Linked DNA regions of Mus musculus: regions 2 and 3 are each linked to region 1. A link is a contact called in public Hi-C and promoter capture Hi-C data. All regions are on one chromosome and are shown on one strand. The core of a region is the stretch at or near the end of the contact, and the rest is flanking DNA. Distances in the headings are between cores, read along the strand shown.

What was found. Hi-C and Micro-C count contacts between places; a contact is called where the count stands out from the background. Capture Hi-C pulls out chosen DNA fragments and counts their contacts.
Region 2: a promoter capture Hi-C map of liver shows a contact between it and region 1, with 3 times the contacts expected there. The contact joins the promoter of Whamm here to the promoter of Aen in region 1. A contact is called at or near these places in 1 of 39 promoter capture datasets (pre-B cells) and 1 of 9 other capture datasets (liver).
Region 3: a Hi-C map of CD8 T cells shows a contact between it and region 1, with 5 times the contacts expected there. The contact joins the enhancer-like site here to the promoter of Aen in region 1. A contact is called at or near these places in 13 of 39 promoter capture datasets (the 3T3-L1 cell line, 3T3-L1-derived adipocytes, cranial neural crest and 8 more), 1 of 15 datasets of contacts at CTCF or cohesin (large pre-B cells), 33 of 484 Hi-C or Micro-C datasets (the AML12 cell line, B cells, CD4 T cells and 20 more), 11 of 115 datasets of contacts at active chromatin or transcription factors (astrocytes, embryonic basal ganglia, embryonic forebrain and 8 more) and 2 of 9 other capture datasets (embryonic stem cells and liver).

The regions. Positions count from the first base shown.
Region 1 is chr7:78,894,442-78,897,786 of GRCm38.p6, forward strand. It overlaps Aen (apoptosis enhancing nuclease), which reads left to right and starts at 1,486. Exons shown (of 4, transcript NM_026531.5): 1 at 1,486-1,573. Gm39039 (a long non-coding RNA gene) reads right to left here and starts at 1,341. Exons shown (of 2, transcript XR_882236.1): 1 at 1,142-1,341.
Region 2 is chr7:81,569,658-81,573,125 of GRCm38.p6, forward strand. It overlaps Whamm (WAS protein homolog associated with actin, golgi membranes and microtubules), which reads left to right and starts at 1,635. Exons shown (of 10, transcript NM_001004185.3): 1 at 1,635-2,252. The coding sequence starts at 1,665.
Region 3 is chr7:75,909,126-75,912,463 of GRCm38.p6, forward strand. No RefSeq gene overlaps it. Among named protein-coding and RNA genes, the nearest start is that of Klhl25, 62 kb to the left of the region's middle. RefSeq lists an enhancer at 858-1,557. Within about 2 kb of position 1,371, at least 92 of the 459 cell types and tissues checked have an H3K27ac peak or open chromatin away from gene starts, as enhancers often do. A contact at or near this core is called in CD8 T cells, cerebellum, cortical neurons and 3 more, where this site is marked.

The DNA of each region.
Region 1 (3,345 bases), core at 236-2,735:
TGTGAGTGTCTGTGTTAGGGGCTACCCACCGCACAAAGAAACTTCTCTAATGAGGTCTGGGGCTGCACCAGCAGAATGTTTGAGTATACGGATTTTAAGGGCAGATTGATGCTGTCAGTTTAGCAAAATAGTAGATTTGCTTCTGGGGCCCATGAGCTCCTCCGGCTTTCCCTTTTTAAACTTACTTTTAAAAACCTGTTTTGTGTGTAAGTGTGTGTGTGCATGGAGGGGCAGGGGCTGAACACACATATGCAGGCTAAAGGACAACTTCAGGGACTTTCTTTCTTTCTTTCTTTCTTTCTTTTTTTTTGGTTTTTCGAGACAGGGTTTTTCTATGTAGCCCTGGCTGTCCTGGAACTCACTCTGTAGACCAGGCTGGCCTCGAATTCAGAATCTGCCTGCCTCTGCCTCCCATGTGCTGGGATTAAAGGCGTGGGCCACCACCGCCTGGCTCAGGGAGTTTCTTGTTGATTGGGGTATCTCGTTTCTGCCTACCCTAGCTGGCCAGAGAGCTCCAGTTAGTTTTTCTGTCTCCATATATCATCTAACTGTAGGAGTTACTGAGGTCACAGATAAATACCACTGCATCTGGCTCGCCTGCCCTCCCTCCGTCTTCTTCTTCCTCTGTCTCTCCCTCTCCCCCTCTCTACCTCTCTCCTCTGCGTAGCTTTGGCTATCTTGGAACTTGCTCTGTACACCAGTCTGTCCTGGAACTCGGAGATCTACCCGCCTCTGCCTCCGGAGTGCTGGGATCAAAGGTGTGTGCAACCACGCCCAGAGCTGCCTAGGCTAAGAAGGTTCAGGGATCAAATTCAGATTGTCAGGATTACAGAGAGAGCAAGCACCTTTTTTACCGCTGAGCAACTCTCCCATTCCTAAAAAAAAAAAATCACAAAGGAATACTTAAGATGAGTGTGGTGGCAAAACGCGTGATCCCAGCACTAGGGTGGCAGAGGCAAGAGGCTCATTCACAGCTAACACAGAAAAAGCGAGGACATTATGTGAACTTGACACTAGAAAAAAAAAAAAAAGAAAATGAGAGGACAGCTTGAGATCCTGTCTCAAAAAACAAAACAAAAAATAAACAAACAAAAAACCCAAATCAAATAAATATTGAAAAAGCAGTGCAGAAGAAGCAAACCTGATTTTTTTTCCCCCAAGTTTAACGAATACTGTATTATTTCACGGACTTCTCACAACCCCAAGCCTGGAGGGGCTGCAGTTCCCCGAGGCAGATCGGGATGTGCTCTTTGAGGCTTTAAGTCTTTGAAGGTTGCGGTTCACTAGGCGTCGGGTCAGAAACCGGACGTTCCATTCGGTTTTATGCTAACCTCCTAAACGCTGCCCTATCCCGGCGCAGGCCACGCCCTCTTCCTTCGGTAGCCCCACCCCTTCCAGTTGGCACACTTACTGAGGAGGAGCAGGATCAACCAATCAGAAGAGTCCTTAGGCGGGCGCTACGCCCCAGAGAACCAATAGACAGGTAGCCGAAGCCGGGCTTGTCCGGGCAAGGAGCTTCCGCACCCGGCAAGGGTTCCACGTGAAACCTGGGAAAGCGCGGCCGGGTTTTCAGGTGAGCTAGGGGACGGCCACAGGGAGTCCCGGGCCGCCCGTTTCTGTCGCCAGCCGCCTGTGGCTCTCGGGACGGGTTGGTTTGCAACTAGGCCGGGGCGCGGCCTCACGTGGTCCTGGCCGGACTCGGGGCCGGTGGGCCTCAGGGGACGGCGCGGACGTTGAGCGTCCTCTGGACGCCTCAGCTGGTGAGCGCGGACTGTCCTCGTACTTTTGTTTTGTTTTGTTTAAAATTGGTCTGGTAAGCTTTTGGGCAGCATCGGGGACCTTTATTGCGCCACCCTTTCTCAAACTGGGATGATTATCGCAATCGTGACTTGAGGGTGGGATCTCGGGTCCTAATCCCCAAACTTTGCCTTCTACCTAGAACGGTTGATGCCATCCGGTTACTTTGTGCTAGAACAGGGTCTCGACAGACAGACAGAGACCTGGGCATGGCAGGCAGGGCATGGCAGGTGGGGCCCTTATGACAGTGACGTTTCTGGCTTTGTAGCTTCTTGGGAGCCTTCTCATCTGGAATCCTCTTGGGTCAGGGACCCTCACTTGAAGGCCACGTGCCTACCATACTGACCAGAGTTAAGATATGGAATATTTGTACGTGGCCTTGTTGAAAGGACTGTGTCCTCTTCTCTCCAACTAAGCTGAGCTCCATTCAGGGCTGCAGGCTGTGGACGTTCTCTTTGTAATTGTTGGTTCTGACATGTTCACAGGGTGAGGGACTATAGGAAATGGCTGCTTTTTATCTCTTAACACAAATACAAAAGTACAGAGACTTTTTCTCAAGGGGACCTGATTTTAGCTTCTTTCAGACCTTGCCGGCAGGGACAGGAAAGTCTATGATCAGCAGGGTTAGCACAGGTCTTCTTAGCCAGATTTTCTCCCTTTGAGGTGTGGTTTGTGGAAATGAGGAGGTTGCTGACAACCTGTTTTTAAAAGAGGGGGTGCTATTTGGAGAGTGAACGAGCAAGCTGAGAGCCATTGAGTCAGCATGGGTCACTGGGCCTCCCCCTGGCTAAGTGGACCTTTACTCACACACATGCTGGCATCAGCAAACACAGGACTGGTCTTTCCTCCTATCTTACTGCTACTTACCCTGTGTCTTGATTAGGGGTTTACTGCTGTGAACAGACACCGTGACCAAGGCAACTGTTACAAGGACAACATTTAATTGGGGCTGGCTTACAGGTTCTGAGGTTCAGTCCATTATCATGGTGGGAGCATGGCAGCATCTAGGTAGGCATGGTGCAGAAGGAGCAGAGAGTTCTATATCTTCATCTAAAGGCAGATAGAAGACTGGCTTCCAGGCAGCTAGGATGAGAGTCTTAAAGCCCACGCCCACAGTGACACTCCTCTAACAAGGCTAGACCTCCTAATAGCGCCACTCCCTGGGCCAAGCATATACAAGCTTTCACACCTGTGATAATATTGCTCAGGCCCCTAGTCTGAGCTCATCCTCCGATGAGATAGCTGTGATGGCCCCTGCAGTCTTCCAGTGACTCCATATCCTTCTCCATTCCATTCCACCTGTCTCCACGCCCCCTGCTTCCTAGCTGTTTACCAGCACCAAGCTCTTTGCTCTGTGCCTGTCAGGTTTCTCTTCTCTGAACACTTCCTACCCTGGGCTGCCTGGTCCATCCATCCAAAATCCTGCAGCATCTCCTCTGGCCGGGCTCTCCTTAATTCAGTGTATCTTTCTGGTGACTGTCTCTTCCTGTCAGTCCTATTGATCTGTGGTTAGGAGGACCTTGAGCTCTGCAGTGTCCTCCAGGCCTG
Region 2 (3,468 bases), core at 385-2,884, 2.7 Mb after region 1:
CGCACACACACACACACACACACACACACAAGTACACACACAAGCACACACATACACACAAGCACACACACACAAGTACACACACACAAGCACACACACAAAGCACACACACACAAGCACACACACACACAAGCACACACACACACAAGCACACACACACAAGCACACACACAAGCACACACACAAGCACACATACACAAGCACACACACTGTATTAACATCAAGGTTCTTTAGATGGAATAAACTAACAGGATGCTTACACAATGGAGAGATTGATTTTGAAGAATTAGCTCATAAGATTATGGAGGCTTCTGTGGTTAGCAAACTGAAGGCCTAGGATGGTGAAGGCCAACAGATCAAATACAAGGAGGACAAAGATTTCAGTTTTAATCTGAAGGAAGGACAAAGCTTGGCATCTGAGCCGAAAGGCTCCAATGGAGCCAGAATGGACAAAGATCCTCTCCTAGGAATAAAGTGCATTTAAAAAGGAGATATGCATATGCAGGCATTCTTTACCAAGGTGTGGTTTAGCTGCCCCTCATCTCAAGGTCCTTCCCAACAGGTCTTGTCATCTCCAGGAATAGTTACTTGCTCTGGAGGGCACAGCTTTTTAGCATAGATAATCACTTCTTCTGAGGACAGGTGTGACCTCTTCTTCAAGGTTCACCTTGCCTTAGATCATAAAGGTTTTTATGGCTGTCTGTTGTTCTCGGAATCTAAGGTGGCTGCAGGTTTAGAACTGGCATCTTTAGGGCTCATGTGAGGAAATGCAGCAGCACTTTCTATTGGCTTGTTATAATACCCCGGCGGCATGCTTTCAGTAGTGAGGCCATCCTGCTTAGCCTTGGTGCACATATATTGTAGACAAATTCCCTCTCTAGGTCTCAAATCCTTGCTGTCAGGATGATGCTTGGCATAGACTGGCTTGGAAAGCAGAAATATTTAGGCACTCCCCCTCTCCCCCATCTCAATATACCAACAACACAGCAGATACTCAGTAAGTTTACTATATTGACAAAAATAAATGTGTCTGCGATCTAGTTTTTGACACCCCAGAGCCCTCAGTAAGTAAATATTGAGTTCAAATAGAAGTTTGATCTTGCCAGTATGTTTGTTTCAGGAGCCACATACTTAATAGGATCCTGTTGAGGGAAATTCTCATTGTAATGTTGAGAACTAAGATAGGGGCTTGAGAGATGGCTCAGCAGCTAAGAATTACTATTTTTAGAGAGTGCATTAAGCTGTTAACAGCCCCATAGAGTATTCAGTTCTAGGGGACATGACGCCCTCTTCTGGCATCTGTACTAAGGTGTGATGTCGTCCTGCCCATGTATACATGGGCTTAAAAATAAAATCTTTGCCGAACATAGCGGCTGTATGCCTTTAATGTCAGCACTCAGGAGACAGAAGCAGGGTGGTCTCTTACGAGTTCAAGGCTAGCCTGGTTCACTTAGAGAGTTCAAGGTTCGCCGGTGTTGTAAAAGGGAGACTTTGTCCCGCCTCCCCGAAAAGACTTTCCATTGGCTTTCACTTAACCAACTCCAGACAGCCTCCCTCACACAGCCTATCAGAATGAGGGGGCGGGAGCTTCTGCGCCTCTGACTGACAGTAGCGGCTCCCGGAAAATGTCGTGGCCTGTCGCAGTCTAAGGGTGTGCGGCTGCCATGGACAGCGAGCAGCCCGACAGCCTGGATGGCTGGGTTCCGCTGCGTGAGGACCTCTTCCCGGAGCCCGAGCGCCATCAGCTGCGTTTCCTGGTGGCCTGGAACGCCGCGAAGGGCCAGTTCGCCGTCACCTGTCACGACCGCACGGCGCAGCGGCGGCGGCGCGAGCGGCGGGAGGCCGGCGACGGGGGATGTAGCTGGGCCGGGGTGCTGTCGCCCGCCGGGTTCCGCGGCGCGCACCGGCAGCTGGCGGCGCTGTGGCCGGCCCTGGAGCCCTGCTTCCCGCCGCTGCCGCCCGAGCTGGACGCGGCGAGCGGCGCGGGCTGGGGCCTGGGACGCGGGCTGTGGGCCCTCCTGTGGCCGCTCCTGTGGCCGGCGCCTGCGGACCCTGGCGACTCGGCGCTGCAGGAGCTGTGCCGGCAGCTGGAGCACTACCTGGGCCTGGCGGCCGAAGGATGCGGCGGCGCCACCGTGCGCGACGTGCTCTTCCCGGCCCCGGGTGACTCGGCAGACTGCGAGGGCCTGAGCGAGTTCCGCGAGAGGACGCTGCGCGCTCGCCTGGGCCAAACGGCCACCCGGCTGCACCAGGTATGAGGCCCCGGGCCGAGGGCGGGTCCGCGGGACACTCGTGATGCGCACCGGGCGTCGCTGGTGCACCTGCGCCTCTGTTGAGAGAGAGTGGGGACCTTGAAGTTGAAACACGGTGGTGGTGGTGTTTTGTGTTTTTTTGTTTTTGTTTTCTGCTAGGATTATCAGAGTTCGGCTCCGCGCCGCCTGGCTCTCTTGGTTTGTTGTTGTTGTTGTTGTTTTGGTTGTTTGTTTTTGTTTTTGAAACAGGGTCTCAATCTGTGGTCCAGGCTGGCTTTGAACTCAGGACATTCCTCTGCCTCAGCCTCTCCAGTCCTGGGGTTAGGTAAAAGTTTACTTGCAGTTCTGAGCCAGGCTCTGCGCTTCACCTTTTCCCTGTTCTGGGCAGAGCAGGATGTTGTAATGGGAAAGGCCAGAAATATGAAAGTAAAACTGAAAACAAGGCATGTCCGTCGGAATAAAAACATAAGCTAAGTGGAAGCAATTTGGGGTTCTCCGGAGAAGATGAGGGATGGCTAAAACTGTCTGAGGATGAATGACATTTAAAAGATAGTTTTATTATTTTTTCTTCAAGCAATAAGGATTTTTATTATTATCTTCAAGCAGATGGAAAGCCCTCGGGGAGTGAGGCTTTACTCATCTGCCTTTAATGGCAACAACAAGAAGGCTCTTTTGGACCAGATAATTTGAGACACACACATTCATTATTTGTGTGGTAAACTTAACAGACCCTAAAGAGTGGGGACTTTTCACTTCACTGGAAGATTTAGGGAGAATGTATAAGTTTTACCCAGCAACAATTTCACGAAGAGAGCCAAGTTTCAGAGCTTCATTCCACATTCTGGACACTCCTCGGACATTTCCTGTTTTTCCTTATTGAGCCACGGTTCCAGTGTGTTTTCTGTTGCTCTGCTAAACACTCTGACCAGAAGCGACTCTGGGCAGAAAGGGCCTATTTGGCTTACAGGTTACATTCCATCATCAAGGGAAGCCAGGATAGGTTCTGGAGCACAGATATGGACGAAGGCTGGTTACTGGCTGTATGGCTACCTTTCTTAGCCCGGGACCACCTGCCCCCAGGTACCCACATTTGCTAGCAAGCAAGAAAAGGCTAATCTGATGGAGGCAGGCTAATCTGATGGAGGCAGTTGCTCTTGTGCTTCCCCTTCCCAGGTGTCAAGTACACAACTGAAGCTAACCATGAGTCATCATTAAT
Region 3 (3,338 bases), core at 121-2,620, 3.0 Mb before region 1:
TGTGTAACCCACCTTTGAGAGAACAGTGTCACAACCAACCTTACTCACCTTGAATTTCCCGTGTAGTCGTCATTGAGCACCTAAACTAAGGCCTAGCTGAGATCTTAAGTTATGCACTCTTTCAGGTCCCAGACCCAGAGAGCCATGCATGTTTGTTTGTACTCGTGCTGTGATAGTCATGTGCTGAAAACTGAATAGGTTAAAAAAAAAAAAAAGACCTTATACCAAACATCTGCCGTAAGTGTCAGCAGCAGCAGATACTGCTTGATCTATTTGCAGTTCTGTCAGCAATCTGGGTAAGTTGGAGTAAATAAATTAATTCCTTGTAAAACTCTGTTAAAAATTTCCATAAAGTATCCCACAGTCTTTCCTCACATGACACTTCCTGTGCTGTTGAAATAAAGAGCAAAGCCCTTTGTTATGGACAGACAGGTCAGCCAGTGCTCGTGTAGGCACCGATCAGACACATTTGACTACAGATAGGGGAGAAATGACAAGCTAGAGAGAGAGGGAAGACAGAGAGAAGTGGAAATCTTAAATCTGGACTCTGTCTTGGTCAAACTTTCTTAATGTATCACAGGCATATATCGGTGACTTCTGAGTTCATCAAGGGTGCATTTAACTGTCATGAAACAGATTATTGGCTGAATAAATGGACCAATGGCACAGGGAGGCTCACTTATTTCTGGTCCTCTGAGTGTTGCTTGCTATTATCCCTGTATGCGTGACTGCAGTGATTCCTGACTTACTGAGAGCCACACATGGGATAGTCATGCTGAGCATCCTGAACATCAGATGGGCTGCTGTTTGATGTGTTCTGTGGGAAGAAAAAGGCTTTGAAGAGCTTGATGTGGGTGGGCAGATCTCTCAAATAATAAAGGACTTTCAAGATAGCTAGTGGAGCCAAGCCAAACTAAACCAAGCCAAGCCAAACCAAGCCAAACCGAATGCAAACTCAAACCCAACACACCTGTTCCTTCCCATTCAAGGTCTTAAGGTTTACGGGCGGCAAAATCATTACTATGCCACTAGATGGCACTGCTAACCCACACTTGCTTGACTGAACGGGTTTCTATGGTAACAAGCTTACAAATTTATGGGAGAGAATTGGCCTTGTCCTCTGGCCTGTGTGTGTGTGTGTGTGTGTGTGTGTGTGTGTGTGTGTGTGTGTGTGTATGGGTTTGAGTGTTCAGAAGCCTGATGTCTGCACAGGGACTGTTGACGTAGCGCTGTCAAAGAGACAGAGAATCAAGTAAACATTCTACTGTGTACGGAAGGGAGAGCAGAGAAAGCACTGCTCCTAATGCCTGGTGGCTCTCGGACTGAGATCTTTGATGCACGTAGCAAGGAAGTGGCTCTGAAGCAGGCTGGGAGCCGAGTAGGCTGCGGTCTGCATTTGCTCTTGAGTGAAAGTCATTGTAGTAGCTCAGGCAGGGGTGTGTGTGGGAGCTGCTTGAACTGACAGTGTCCTGTGGAGGCAATGCTGGGAGTCATTCCATCTGCCCACACATCCAGCCCTCTCCATTGCTGGATGTATAGACATTCATGGTGTCCCTCTCTTGGAAGTGGGCATCTCACGCTCTCTGTATAAGATGCGTTTCCGGAATATGGTGCTGTCAGCATGTCATCAAACGACCACACTTTTCTCTGCTGCTCCCTACCCTGAAGCTGCTGCTTGGGTTTCTAGAGCTAGGCAGGAAGTACTTCTCATGCGCACGAGAATTCTGGGGTGCCGTGCATGGGGCGGCCAGGGGAGTGAAGGCACCCACTGGGGATCCAGTTTCTCAGTGGCAAGGGAGCTTGTGGGCAGACCTTCTGTGTGGGTCCTAATGGAGCCCTGAGTCCCAGGATGGAACCAGAGCAGTGTGCTCATGTCATAGGCTTGGTAGCAGTGGTTGGGCCAGGTCATCTAGATTTAGAATTTGTGCTGCTTGTTTTTTTTTTTTTTTTTTTTTTTGATGATTCTAGTCTATATACTTATATGAGACATTGAGACATTATTTAATTTTAGATTTTAGCCCTCTTAGAGGAAAGAGAAGAAGAGGATGGAGTCAATACAAGAATTCTACAATGAAAACCCCATCATTGGAGTTTAGTCTGGGTAACTGTTATGGCTATTTTCTAGAATAGTTTAAAAATGGAAATATCTTGAAATAACATCAGAATGACAGGAAAGTTAGAAGACTATGAAATTTGTCATTTATTTTTCTCCCATCCTGCCAAAAGTTAGCCCCTTCTTGTATGATACAGGTAATTTTTCTGGTATTTAAGTTTTTCTCTTGTGAGACAGTGCCTTGGTATCTATCCCCTACTTCTTGTCATGGGCACCTTCTTGCCTCAGTTTCCTAAGTGCTGGGGGTATGGGAGTGGGACACCTTGCATGGCTCAAAGGTATGTAGTTGCTTAAGTGACATTTAAAAAAAAGTATGATATGACATCTCCTTGTGTTTAATTATTTTAATCACACTTTACTAAGAACAAGAAAATTCTCTCATAAAACTACATTACAATTATCAAAGGCAGGAAACTGGGCTAAGGAGGTCGCTCTGTTAGCAAAGGGCTTGGCTTGCGAACATGAGCACCAGAGTTTATGCCTCAGAATCAGTAAGACGTTGGGTGTGGTGGTGATGCCAATAATCCCAGTCTTAGTTAGGGTTTTACTGCTCTGAACAGACACCATGACCAAGACAACTCTTATAAGGACAACATTTCATTGGGGCTGGCTTACAGGTTCTGAGGTTCAATCCAATATCATCAAGGCAGGAGTATGGCAGCATTCAGACAGGCATATTTTTTTTCTTTACCCATATTTCCTCAACGATAATATCTTGCAAAAGAATTAGCACAATGCTCCAGCTAGGGCTTTGACATTGATGCTGCAAGATACAGGGGAAGTGCCCTGTCCACTTATGTCCTTCCCATACAGAAGCCCTCTTAGCCCCTGGCCCATGGGTTCTCCACGTTTACAGCTTAGTCATTTCATATATTTCTATGTAGCTTCGATCATGTAGTGTGTAACCTTTTGGAGTTGTACTTTTTTTTCTGTCCTCATGCTTTCTTTTCTGGAGTTTTACATTGTAAATGCAGTGTTCTCTTTAGAAAACATCACTTCAAGGGTGGGAGGTGGTTAGGAGGGACAGCAGGGAGCCAGTGGGAACAGGAAAGGACATCGTGAAAGTTCTGTGATGAAACTCGTTACTTTATATGCTGAGCATATTGTTACTGAATAGCATTCTACAGCATGGTGGGCCAAGGGCTTATAGTCTTTCATTTTGGAGCTCAGTTTACTTGGCCATGCGTCAGAATGCACAAGCATCCGCTTAGATGGTAGGCAGGGA